3 separate regions of the Oryzias latipes genome follow, and all the other regions are linked to region 2. A link is a contact called in public Hi-C data. All regions are on one chromosome and are shown on one strand. The core of a region is the stretch at or near the end of the contact, and the rest is flanking DNA. Distances in the headings are between cores, read along the strand shown. Region 1 holds the start of lsm2 (U6 snRNA-associated Sm-like protein LSm2). Region 2 overlaps LOC101167359 (lipoma-preferred partner homolog). Region 3 holds the start of bcl6 (B-cell lymphoma 6 protein).

What was found. Hi-C and Micro-C count contacts between places; a contact is called where the count stands out from the background.
Region 1: a contact with region 2 is called in a Hi-C map of embryo, with 1.9 times the contacts expected there. The contact joins the promoter of lsm2 here to the enhancer-like site in region 2. A contact is called at or near these places in 2 of 5 Hi-C or Micro-C datasets (embryo and fibroblasts).
Region 3: a Hi-C map of embryo shows a contact between it and region 2, with 2.2 times the contacts expected there. The contact joins the promoter of bcl6 here to the enhancer-like site in region 2. A contact is called at or near these places in 2 of 5 Hi-C or Micro-C datasets (embryo and fibroblasts).

What each region holds. Positions count from the first base shown.
Region 1 is chr4:27,135,083-27,139,700 of ASM223467v1, reverse strand. It overlaps lsm2 (U6 snRNA-associated Sm-like protein LSm2), which reads right to left and starts at 1,707. Exons shown (of 5, transcript XM_004068207.4): 1 at 1,587-1,707; 2 at 1,334-1,401; 3 at 184-214; 4 at 38-97. The coding sequence starts at 1,589. inpp5d (phosphatidylinositol 3,4,5-trisphosphate 5-phosphatase 1) reads right to left here. Exons shown (of 27, transcript XM_011474394.3): 27 at 4,025-4,618.
Region 2 is chr4:27,317,500-27,321,886 of ASM223467v1, reverse strand. It overlaps LOC101167359 (lipoma-preferred partner homolog), which reads right to left. Exons shown (of 8, transcript XM_023954483.1): 6 at 1,616-1,794. Among protein-coding and RNA genes, the nearest start is that of LOC101164881, 52 kb to the left of the region's middle. Within about 2 kb of position 2,761, at least 5 of the 8 cell types and tissues checked have an H3K27ac peak or open chromatin away from gene starts, as enhancers often do. A contact at or near this core is called in embryo, where this site is marked.
Region 3 is chr4:27,153,862-27,158,362 of ASM223467v1, reverse strand. It overlaps bcl6 (B-cell lymphoma 6 protein), which reads left to right and starts at 2,995. Exons shown (of 10, transcript XM_020702639.2): 1 at 2,995-3,540. The coding sequence starts at 3,513.

The DNA of each region.
Region 1 (4,618 bases), core at 458-2,957, 180 kb after region 2:
CTTTAGACTAAAAAGTAAACCATAGATGAGGACTTGCCATGTGTGGATACTTCTCTGGGTCTGTCACACTGATGTCGGTCAACTTGATGTTCAGGTACTAGATGATGACAAGAACAACATTTTTAAATTGCAAACCAATACATTGATTAATTAAAAAAAGTAAAGAATTAATTATTTTCTAACCTGATCAACAGAATGAAGCGTCCCACAGATACTGGGGGGAAAAAGAGAAAATGAAGCTTTCAATGCAACAGTGAACTTTTGATGTTAAATGACTTTCTGGGAATATGCAAATTTGTATTGAACAAGTCAAAGTTTTTGTTCAGTAAATTTATTTCTATTGTCAATGCTGCAGGAAAGTCTGTTTTTTCTTATATCCCACTCTTATCTTTTTAAAGCGCTCCTAGTGGTCTTTAAATGTGCTGTTTTTAGCCAAAAATAAAAAAAAAACCTGCGTCGTTTTCTAGGACAGTTTCTGCAGAGCAGCAGTTGTTCACTAGAAATTTGTCTGAGATCGTTGGTGCAGAGCAAGCCTGCCCCATCTTCCCATCATCCTTTGCTAACTTACAACCCCCCCCCCTTAACCCAACATTAGGTGTGCAACAAAAAAGAAAAAAAAAGTAATATTGGAGCAATCCAGCCGTACAGTTATTTGTGCCAGCTCAGACCAGGAAAACAAAGACGGACAAATCTATTTGCCTGCAAGTGGATGCATCAGAATGGAGCAGAGCAGGGAGCTTATGGCATCAAAACCACTTTTTTCATTTGGATGGGTTTTTAAAAAAAGTACCACATGTCTAAGTATCGTCCATCTGTGAGAGGAGCTAAGAATTATGAGTTACGTCTTTAAAGAATGCCCAACAACTAACTGTAAGCTAATTTTAATATTTACTTTTGAGCTTTCATCATGAGATGCAGCTAGTTTGATTGACCCCCCACCCCCACCCCCGCAATTGACCCTACTTCTTCGGGAAAAAGGTCTAAAATGAATTTGCAGCACGTTTGCAGACCAAGAGTTAGCTCAGAAAACTAACAGGAAAAAAAGTACATTTTTCACGCTGCTGGCACCAACCTATTGAGCCAGATTTGCAACAAATGCTGGAAGGAAGGGATGGCAACCCCACGCCACTGTGACCAGCATGAGATGCAAAACACCAGCTAGAAGGAAAGACAGCAACTCTGACAGAGTCAATGTCTCTGTCAATGCTAAGTAGCTCTTCACTGCACCCATTCAAACAGCGCTAGCAGAACCACGCGCCATTTTTAACCACAAACGGCGCTTTGAAAAGAAACATTACCAAACAAATTGGTATGTTGAGTTATCAAAACCAACCTGAGGTCGTTTTTCAGCTCCACCACCACGTCCTTCCCAACCAAAGACTTGAAAAACGAGTAGAAAAGCTGTAGATTTTTTTTAAAAAAAAGACGATGTTAGCACGATGATGGGCCGACAAAGCGGCTCAGCACACTGCGAGCAAACTCAGCGACAAAACAAAAGAAATTCAGAAGAATTCTGACACTCAGAAACCTAAAATGTTTGACTTAAACTAAAAAAGTACATTTTAAAATGACGATTTACGCCTTACCATTTTGGCTGTGGTGTTCTACAGAAGGTTTGGCTGCTGTTGATGACGTATCAGCCTGCGCCGTGTTTCAGCGGTGAGTGAGTACCACTTTGCGCCACTAGAGGGAGACACACTGTCGTTCAATGTTTATTAAGGAACTATCAGGTGTTTTTCATTGACCGAGATTTAAATTTAGGCTTTCACTCATATTTCTTTAAAAAAAAAAGACATAAAAAACATTATGAGCCATCTCTTAAAAAATTGAATAAAATATCAAAAGTCTAATTCAGATTTAGTCTAGCTTCTAGTCTAGCTACCAGACATGTTTGTGATACTTTTTGTACCTCAAAACTTTATTTTTTTGTAGTATGCAGACCTTTACTGTGATTTAAAAACACACACAAACACAAACCTGAAATGTCTATAATTTGCTGCAAGAGTTTTTAATCAGGATTAAGTTTGTTCCTCAATGTTCTTTTATAAATTACGACGGAGTTTTAGGGCCACCAAAAAAAAACAAAAAAAAAACGTAGGGTCGTAATAAAAACATAGAACCTAAACTATATTAATAACGATATTAATCTTTGTAAAGAAATTGTGTTTTTCTATACTGGTCAAAGGAAAGCATGCTTTTCATGCTTTAATGCTGAAAGTTTTCTGTATGAAAACTGGATATATTTATTGTTTACGTCTTCTAATTTAAAGAACCTTTGGTCTCCAGTGCCATTTGGAGTTTTATTCTGTTTCTTCTCCAATGTCTTTCTGATTTTATCTACAGTTTGATGCAATAAAAATCAGAAAATGAACACAATTGTGACCGTTTTGTTTCAAGAGTTCTTTCTGTATTCTGATGAAAGACCACACGGGGGCAGTGTCGAGCACTCAGATGTTTTAACAAATCTTTTCAGCTTCTTTACTCATCATGGTTTACGAACTTGATCTGAAACAGAAAACTCTATAGCAACGAATCACAACTGAATGTACACAGTTTTATCTTTAAAATAATTATTAATTCAAAAGTTCTTTTGTTTTGTTTTTGAGAAAGTTAAGACGTTGCTCCTGGGTCTTCTGTTGTTGACACGGGTAAATTCCACTAAATGTGCTTAAACTGTGGAGTGGACGGTGTCTCAGTGGACTCTAGTTCAGGATAAAAAACAAACAGGTGAGATAACTCTGGACCATTTACTCCTTTTATGAATTTTCCTATGTTTTGGAAATTCTTTTATTACAAGATACATACTTGATAGAGTGAGTCTTTCTGCAACTGTTAACTTAATTCATTTTCATCAAATATAGGGCTGCACAGTGACGTAGTGGTCCACTAACTTTACTCAACAGTTGCTCAGTTAAAGGATTCAGTGGGTTCTGAGGATGGATAGGTAGATAAGTGGATCATTAAAAGCAAAAACAGAGTTTCTCTATAGACTATCATGTAAAACTAACCCTATTCTAAAAAGACTTTACAGAATGAATAAATGTTGTCACTTGACCCTTGAAGTCACAACGAAACTGTTAATATCATCCGAGCACACACAGGAAACACATCGGAATCACAAAAAAATATAGTTATTATTATTCTTACTTTCTCTTCTGTAAACCACCTCAAATTTGGCGGCTGAACATGCAGGAAAAATGACCAAAAAGGCACAAAAACACCAGGACAGGTGAGCTCCTTTCATTTTTAAAAAGTTTCACTTTGGGCCACGCCCCCAGAGCAACACTAAAACGTTTTCCCGTCCCAGTGACATAAAATTTTTTAGGCTTTAGGTACCGGCGTTCCAAACAGGAAGTACCCATTGGCTCCAAGAAGCCAAAATCCCATTGACTTCTGTTGAGAAATAAACAGCTACTGCTCATTCTTGGTCAGAATAACCATTCTGGCTCTGATACCTTTTTTAAGATTCTTGCTAATCCTCATTTTTTTGCTTTGTCTGTAGTGCGAGTTATTCAAATTGCAAACTGACCAATCAGATGTGGTGCCTACTGGCCCCCCACATCTTTGTTCCAAACGTTGGAATGAGTCTGCTATCACATGGGGGTGTGGCCTTCTAACAAGCTCGCTCAAGATTGGTGAGAGTGGTTGCCATAGAAACGAAGACTCAGACTATTTCGAACTGATCACTACGTACTGACATTGTCTGGCACCAACATGAACAGGTCCTTACAGTGAAAAAATGGCGACTGGATTGACTTTGCTTTGTTGCAGCCAGAAATGGGTCATGTTCTATAACACTCACTCAGTTCAGTTCTTATATACAGTCAATGCAGTGAATATTTAACGTTGCCCACAGCCTTTTTGTGTTGTTTGGGTTTTAATTGGTTTCCTGAAGGGCTGGATTCATTCAGGAAATCGATGCAAATTTGTTGCAGAGTGAAAACAGATTTCCCCGGCATCTCTGAAAATATGAAAAGTAATTTTACTGTAATGTTACGACCACAAAAGCTAAGCAAGCATATACACTTGAACATATTTGGAATTTTATTGTACATCTTAAAGTCAATAAAGTAATGTTTGTGTTAGAAAATACTGTGTGGTAGACATTCATTAGCCACAGTCTAGTGTAAAACTCTAGAATATTTTTATTTTAAAGCACAGATCACGATTGCTGTGGAGTTAGCTTAGATAATCATGGAAACAGTCATGAGATCTCGTGACTCAAAGCAACAAATTTGTAAAATTAGGCCAGCTGAATCCTCCTACCCAACCCTGCAAGAATTTAACACCATTTTTGCTTCCAAATCAGTCTGAGAAAGTAATCAAGCATTGAGTTGGTTTTCCTGGGTTTCTGACCTGCCTGGAAATGGAAAAATCCAGCTTGTAACCCTGAAGATATTTTTTATTCACACACCTGTGAAGCAAAAACATTTCTTATATTGATTGTTTGACCTTTCCCATCACTGATGTTTTTTCTCTTCTTTTCTTCTTTTGTCTCTGATCTCAGAGAACTCCATCGGCTCATTTGACTGTGGAGTTGGAGGCGGGGTTTATCTGAAGGTCTTTGGTGTGTGGAGGATGGTGCTTTGACTCAGCCGAGGGAGGAGCATCTCTTTAA
Region 2 (4,387 bases), core at 1,512-4,011:
TTAAGCACTTTACTACCGTAAAGTGTTGCAAAGTCACAGTTAGAGTTAAGGTAAGGCAAAGAATGTCAACACTCGAGCGAAGGGTATAACAAATAGCTGACTGCATGCAGTCTGATTATGGGATGGTCAAACCACAGCGGAGGAAAGAAGTATTTGATCCATCGAACAGTGAGTGACATAGAAAAACACAAAGAAAATCAAGAAATCCAATTTAAAGATTTTATATAAAGATATTTGCATTTTCTTGAGGAAACTAAGTGTGTAAAATCTTTGGCCTGAAAGACTTTGTGGGAAAAAAAACACAGAGGTCAGGCCATCTTGTAGTTTCTGCACACATCAGGAGGAATTTTGGTCCACTCTTCTTTGCTTATGACTTCTAAATCAATTGGATTTGGTGATTGTCGCTTCTGAGCTTCAGCTCCCTCCATACATAAGCGTACAGGATTAAGATCTGGAGACTGGCTGGGCCCTTTGAAAAAACGCCACCAAAGCATGATGTTTCCACCTCAATGCTTGACAGAGGGGATGGTGTTCTTGGGCGCCATTGGCAGCATTTCTCTTCCTCCAAACACGATGGGTTTAGTTGATGCTTAAGAGCTCCGTTCTGGTCTCATCAGACCAGTTCACCTTCATCTAAATCATGAAGGTGAACTTCACGTGTGCCTTCTTAAGCAAGGGGACTTTGCAACCACTGCAAGATGTTAAACCATTGCGGCGTAAAGTACTATCAATGGTTTTCTTAGTTTCTTAGACTGTTGTCCCAGCTGCTTAGAGATCATCAACCCCTGTTGTGCTGTTTTAGGCCAATATCTCACTCTTCTCATGATGATGGAAACCCCACCAGGTGAGATCTGGTTTGGAGCCTCAGATTCTTGTTTTTCGCACAATTAAACCAACAGTTGTCACCTTAACCTCTAGCTTCTTGCTGATGGTTTTGTAGTCCATTCTGGTCAAACTTCTCCCTTAAATGCACTGAAAGCTCGTTAGTTTTCCCATGTTGGAGTCTGTGTGGTCTGTGTGAACCAGAACTCTTAATGGTTACGAGGGGATCAAATACCTATTTCCCTCAATTAAATGCTAATCACATTGATGGAAGGTTCTAATGAAGCTGCCCTTAGGATGACAGACTGCCAATTTCTTTTTTAAGTGGGCAAACCTACAAAATCCGCAAGGGATCAAAAATGAATTTCTTCTGCTATAGATGAGTTTAATAATAAAAAATAATAAAAGATCTTAAAAGAAAGTCACTGACTGTTTACCACCACAGTTTTTCCTCTGGTGGTCCACTTTGTTTGGCGGCTGTAAAAGCTCACCTGGACCAAACAGGTGAGCTCTGATCTGCGAGTGAGTGACTGTGACTGTGAGTGAACCCGGGTGCAGTTTAGAGCAAGCGTTGTCTTGGATGTACTTTAGTGTGAATGCACGTTCCCTTGAACCCAGAGGGATGCTAACCTTTTTGCATTTCTTACTGTATCTGATATATGAAGTAGGGGGGGATTATGGGTGGGGGCAAAAAGTATTCACAGCACAAATCTGAACTTCTCCAGTGTTAAAGCAAGTTTTAATGACTGGCTGATACCAGAGAGAAAGACCTAAGAATGGTCTAAGGTCATACTTGTGGAAGTCCTCGATGCAGTGGATTTGGTTGGAGGCGTCCACGGTGAAAGGAATGCCGTCCAGGCTGCGGTGACACACCACGCAGATGAAGCAGTGAGGGTGGTAGGCCTTTCCTGTGGCCCTCAGGATGCGCTCCATGATGGGCTTACTGCAGATGCTGCAGGTCTCCAGCGTTTTCTGCGGACACAAACATGCATACTCAACAAAACCTGCTTCCGGTTTACCGCGTTCCCCAACGCATTTCCACTAGACTGGGAGATTTTTCTCTCTCATGCCAGTGATTTTCAACTTGTTTTTGCTCCTGTTTGCTCTTGTGCAGCAAACAAATCCACGATCAGGTTCCTCGGCTCAGCTGTCCTCGAATGCCTCTGGAGCTGAAAGAATCTGATTAGCACTCCCCTCCAAACACAAACACTGTCATTTTTCTGCTGCCCTCTCCCACACTCCATCCTTCCTTACGCAAGAGTGTGTGCAGTAAATATTTTCCCTTTGTGATGACTGCAGGTTTTCTGCAGCCAGGCGACTGGGCAGGCGGCCCACGGGGGGACGTGGCGGCTCCTGCCTCTGACTTATCGGAGACATCTTTCTTCCTAATATCTGCAGAGAGACGCTGTTGGTTATTTCAATATTTCATAAATAACGACCGCCCCTCTCTATGCAGCCATGTAATTACAGGGGGACGGATATTTCAAGTGTGGGTGATCAATGCGGGGCCTGATGAGGATGCGTGCGGGCCGGTGGGTCCCGCTACTGCTGCTGCTTCTTGCTCAGGCCTTTCCTGGATTGTCCAGCCCCCCCTTTTCTCTCTGTCTTTCTGCACTTGGCTGGTCTAAAAAATGCACGGTTCAGCTGCTCCCATCGGCCCCCGCTGTAGTAGCAGGCTGCCTCAGTGTTTCCAAACACAGCTCGGGGTGTGTAGCAACACTGCGCTGCGTCATCCGCTGCCTCGCAGATGCACCAGCGGGCCATGCCGTTTAAAATGACACTTATGTGACCGCTCGGCTGAGGTAAAAAAAAAAAAAAACCTCCAGCCAGCCCCCGCCTGGCCGTGCTGCACACGCACTGACATTTGTATTTACAATGCTAATGAGCGCGGAAGCTCTCTACAGGATGAGGGTCACTGCATCTGCTCTGTAAAACTGCTCCTGACATGATCTCCACAACACGGCGGCGCAGCCCTGCAGGGTGAGAGGCCAACGAGGTGCGCAGCTGATGTACGACTCCGGGCTGGAAAAAAAAGGGCTTTGAAAAACGGCTGTTTCTTCAAAGCACTCCTGGAGAGGCAGTATTTCATGAAAAGCAATGTGTGCCGACAAGCTCTGTGATCCCCCCCCACACCCCTCCCCCAGACCCCTTTCCAAGACAGTAATAGAAATAAACATTATTCCCAGGGCAACATTTGTGTGTAAACAATGTCCATATTGCAATACTGCGTGATCCTGGAAGTGGAATAAAGCCTTTAATGAGCTCGCTGCACTGAACCCTTGAGGCTCGCCTCACACACTCACAAACACACACACACACACGCACACACACACACGCATACACGGGAGGTAAAGAGGGAGAGAAAGCGAGGGGGGTAGCATATTTGCAACCACAGAATGTGAGTGAGATACCAGGGCCAAAAACACTAAACCATCCTCAACTCATCTGTTTGCATTTCTACTTACTTATTCTCATCCGGCCTTCATGTGGGAATACCTTGCCCTTGTTTAGCTTAAGTAGAGCATATGATTTCACAGCACACAGCTCCTCCGGGCCACTGTAATGAGTATAGTGCTCAAAAGACAAAAAATTCTCTCTTCTTTCTCTGATGGTGAGATTCCGTGACCTCAATTAATTCATTCTGCCCGGCTTCAGCGGGTTTGCATTCCTGACTCACTTTATTTGGGATTAGGTAACATTTGTTTTCCCTTTTAGAAGGTTCTGGGTCAGATGTCAGAACAGCGAACGTGGACGGGATTTTTTGTTTAAAATGATTATTCTTTTATTTTGATGTATTTTTGCTTTGTTCCGGCTCGTGGTTTCAGACGTTCTGCAGAAATGCCCTTTCTGTCAAACATCCAGGCTCTTTGCAGTTTGCCACTAGAGGGCTGTCTATGTCTGCACATGTCCGCATTCCTGCTTCTCCCTTGACTAAATGTGATGTATTCAAGCATATGTACCCCCCACCCCCCCTCTTCCTCATACATTTCTCTAAGTGTTTGCCCAGAAGGCTAAACAAATGTCTAGGCAGATGAGGTAAAGGGAATTTAGGTCAGACAGCCTCCTGCTGAACCGAAGGGTGAGCGGAGCGCGCTAAAGTCAACAGCGGCCCGCTTTTCCTATTTTGAAATGGTTCCCTTTTCCTACAAAGTGCTCTCAAAGCACCACAACATCTCAACATGCTCCGGGTCGGCCGGCTTTCTGCTGTTTAGTAACGGGCTTCCAGACACAGTTTGACACCGTGAGGATGAGGAGGTCAATGGAAAGCAAAACATTTAAAAAAGTTAAAAGGCTGAGCTTCCAAGTGAGCAGGACCTGGATAATGAAGGGCTATGTAGATCAAATCCTGGGCTCTTCTGGCATAAAAAGGCAAATAAAACAAGAATAAATCAAAGAGCTAAGTTAAAAATTCCCCTTTTTTTTTTTCAAAGAACGACTGAAAACTAAAACAGAAACACTGAATAAGAGCTCAATTAATCAACACGGCATAAAAATATTGAAAAGTGTGAAATCTTCACATGGGAAACTTTAAAAGGCTTCATGAAAAACTCTCTGGATACACACA
Region 3 (4,501 bases), core at 1,746-4,245, 160 kb after region 2:
TTCTTTTGTAGGAGGATCCTCTGTCCTCCACTCGTTACCTGTATTAATGGCACCTGTTTGAAGTGGTGATCTATAGAAAAGACACCTGTCCACAACCTCAGACAGTCACACTCCAAACTCCACTATGGCCAAGACCAAAGAGCTGTCTTAAGAGACCAGAAACCAAATTGTTGACCTGCACCAAACTGGGAGACTGGATCTGCAGGTGAGCAGAAATCCCAGAACCACACGGGGGACCTAGTGAGTGACCTGCAGAGAGCTGGGATCAAAGGAACAATGGCTACCATCAGTAACACGCTAAGACACCAGGGACTCAAACCCTGCAGTGCCAGACGTGTCCCCCTGCGACAGCCAGAACATGTGCAGGCCCGTCTAAAGTTTGCTGGAAAAAGACTTGGTGTGAAGCAATCTCAGCCCCCCTTCCTGTCACACATGCTGTATATAACACACATATATTAATTATGCGCTCTCCCACTAGCTTACAGCCTCTCACAAACCCAACCTAACAACAAAAATGGCAAGCAATATTAGAGCTATCCAGCTGTACAGTTCTGATCCAGATTCCAACTCAAACTAGGAAAACGAAGACGTACATGGATCTATTTATATGTAAGTGGTTGCATCAGAATGGAGTGGAGCAGAGAGCTTATGGACCCTCTTTTGTATATTCTACGTCACAAGTACGCTGTTTTTAAAACGTCTTTTTTTCTCATCTGCTCCTTTCTTTATTCAGTGAATTGAATAAAGAAATAATGGAATGGAAAAATACAAATTTCATCGGAGTGGGTTTTTAAACGGATCTTATGTTATGTTATAGGATGTTGATATGTGCATGTTGATGATGAATGTTGATAGATGTAGACAGATGTTGTATTTATTTACATCCCTCGTCTATCTATTTATGATCTAATCCCATTGAAATAAACTAAAATGTGCTTCTGTGATCATGTGAGTGATCATCTATCACAAACCATTAAAGGCAATCAGGAAGACTAAAGTCAAAAGAAATTGATCTTTCTATTGATTTTTGTTCGGCAGACAAACTTCCAGTAATTCTGTTGATCCGAAGAAGAGATTCTTTGGGCTTTCCTCGTGTGATCATGGCCCACTCACACCTCTGTGAAGAGTCTCTTCACTGAAGCAGGTCAATCCCACAACATTAACCTCGATGCTTTCACTTAGTATCATTTGTTACCGGGATCCAGGGTCACTCCCAAAATAGATCTTCACTTTGCTGCATAAATGCCAGCTAATGCAAAGCTGCAGATTTGGCTCCCGTGACCTTTATTAGAGTTGATAGCGGCAGCCATGAATACCAGGGAGCTCCACTTTGGCACAGCAAAGGCTAGTACTGTGGATGGGCTCCAGATATGTGTGATAGCAGGTAAGTAAGAATGACAAGCAGGTGTTTCATCCCTTACTGATGTGATAATTGCCGCCAGTTGAAAGGTTATCTTCCAAACAGGGGACAGGTAAAGGCTCTGACTCTCTGCTGCAGGATTTTCTTCTGCAGTCAATGCTTTTTAAAAAACCTCTGCTGTTCTGGAACGTTGCCACACACGGCTGGATTTTTATGTTTTTATTAAAATAAAAAAAAGGCAACAAAAAGGGAAAAAAAAGGCACTTCAGGAAATCCGAATCCCGTTTGCATCTGAACGCCTCTTTTGTTCATTCATATCAGATGGCAGCATAATCCAACATCTTTCCCAACATAAAAACGTGCCTGATGTTGTTTGGCTTTGGGGTTTACGGCAACACTGCTTCTGTAGCGGGATCATATGGATTACACTTTCATTTTTTTTCTGCCTGCCAGTCAAACGATGACCGCATGCGTCGCATCGCTGCCAAGTAAAACCCAAATATCCCTCTGATGATTAAGGTCACTCATGTGCTGCTCTACAGAAGCCATCCTCATATAAGCCTCAGACAGCCAAACAAAGTGGGGGCGGCAGTGGTGGGTCGTGTGATTGAAACCCCTGACCCCTGTCAATCTCCTCATTGTTTCGGCCTCCTGCAGGTTCTCTGATCGCACGCTGTTTGCCACAAGACGAGTTCTCCTCTAAGGCCGCGTGACCTGTTGTTGACTTTCCTTTGTGTGTCATTAAGAGGTTTAAGCTCCTTCATGAGTTTATCTCTGGATCACAGGGATCTGCGAGGCTCACCGGTCATTTGCTGTCAGGATCCCAAGGGCTCAGATTGTTGGGGGCTGCTTTACTCTGAATATGATGGAAATGTGTTGGACTAATTTGGCTTTAGCAGGATTGGCTGAATATTAGTCGACTCATCCAGCGGATTATCCCGCAGTCGCGAAGAACACACTCCACGTGGGACCCCCTCGGACACCCGCCGCCTCTGCGCTTTCTTAGCTGCAGTCCTGTCTCCGGTGTGTTCACCGGCGACCCCGCATGCTGGAGGCCCGCTGAAGCCGGCCAAATCTCTGAAGCACTCAAAGCTTCAGAGCTTCTCACCCTGTTTATTCACTGTCTGTGCTCATTAGAAATCAACGTCAAGTGTCCATTATAATTGAGCATTAAAAGACTCAAGATTTGTATGTGGTTGCATCAATGAAAACATAAAGTAATGCATTGTTTTTAGCACTTCCTGCAGCTGCACGACAATCATTCTGCAAACTCAACGCTGACTTCAGGTCCTTTCCCCTCTGCCGTTCTTTTGTTGTCAGGATTTTGCTCCCTAATTTTCTCTGCAGCAGCAACATCACTCATCTTCCCATTGGCCGGGCCACGCTCAAGTGACAGCTGGGGTGATGTAACAACACCCCCTCCACCTCACCAGTCATAAAGAGCAATATCCAGTTCCATGGATTGAGATAATCTTAGGTAGATTAATGCTCTGGGACACTGAAATGTTTGTTGTATAAAAGCTCTGTTTATAAAACAATGTGTTGTAGCTGTATATGACAAACCCATCTGACAGATGGCCTGGGCTCCAAGAGTTCCTCCAGGTTAAAGGCACTGGTTTGTGCTCCGCTGGCTTAACGTGATTTCAGCCTCTGCATTCAAATGAATTCTATAAAGAGGAACTGGGATTATTTTACAGGCTGTTTAATCTCTCCCTCACTCCCTCTCCTGTTTTTTTTTTCCTTCTTCTTTCAAAACTGAGCCTGTCCCACAGTTTTAGCATTCGTGGAAAAGTGGAGCGACTGTGAGTGCGACAATCAATGAACGCTAGAGTGCAGGCGGCCTATCAGCTCAGAGAGCCAGAGAGATGCCCTGTGGACCGTTTCTCTAACGTGAAGCGTGCTCAGTCAATTTGACTCACTTCATCCCAGACGCTGTGCCCGCCTTTCCTCTCCCATCCTGCTCAAGGAGGGCAGACAGGAAGCTTCGCCGGAGCACAGACGCAGATCTGCTGTGCTCCTACAGTGAGGAGCATCTTCACCTCCGCGAAGCTGCCACTCAGGAGATCGGCCAGCCTCTGCCGCTCGGGTTTCTTCGCCAGACGTCCCAACACTTCCAGAACTGGACGCCGGACGAATCCCACCAGATCCCATCATGCCTCACTCTTTTCAACAGAAAAAAGGTGAGACCTCTTTGTTTTGTTATTTAGAAGTGAGGAAAATAAAGTTGAAGACAAATTCCATCAAACTGAAGTGCACGACATGTTTTGCATTCCTTTGCAGTCTTACAACTCATCGTTCAAATTTTTGCACAAAAAAAAAAGAGGAAGGAAATACAGGAAAGGATGTTGATTTTGACTTCTTTAAGTCACAATCCTCACAACGCATTTTTTTCCTGAGATCTGTAAGCGCATACAACTTTCCTTCTGACATGAGGCAAACTTCCAGCTAATATCTGAAGAGCTCCACATAAAACAGGAACAGTTACTGGACGAAAGCTGAACTTCATCCAAAGGCCACAGACACTGGTTTACTCACACCTGCATTGATAACCTGCATATTTCCATATAACTTTTATATTGGTCCTATAATCTCTGAGGTTTAATCAAATCGCTGCCTGTCTTTACGAGATGCAAACTAACCATAAAGGATGAACTGTAGGCACAAGTGTGATAAAACAACCGACATCTGATAGGCAAATGGGAGTATTGACTCCACTAAACAATGACCTTAGGTTTTATCTGCAGTATGTAAAAGCATGTAAAGACGATTTAAGGATTAGCCGCGAGGTGAGCAATTTGACAGAACTTTTTGATTCCCTTTTGATTTTCCTGCCAGCTTCGCTCTGCAAGGACATGTCAAACAGAGGTGAGTGTTTTAGATGAAAGTCTTCTTCCCTTCTGAGACAGCTTCCAAAAAAAAACAACCCAAAAACAGTTTTTTCATTTTCAGTTTGAACTTCATTGTCAGCACAGAAAAACTTGCGTGCGCCGTTTTTCGGAGGAATTGCTTGTGGTCTGACCCGTGCAGAACAAAACATATTTCAAAGCGTCGCAAGATGAGGCGCAGATCAAACTGTGTGAAGGTGTTGAGCTCAGGTGCCGGCACAACTTCTGCAAGCCCTTTCCTTGGTGCAGAGATGCT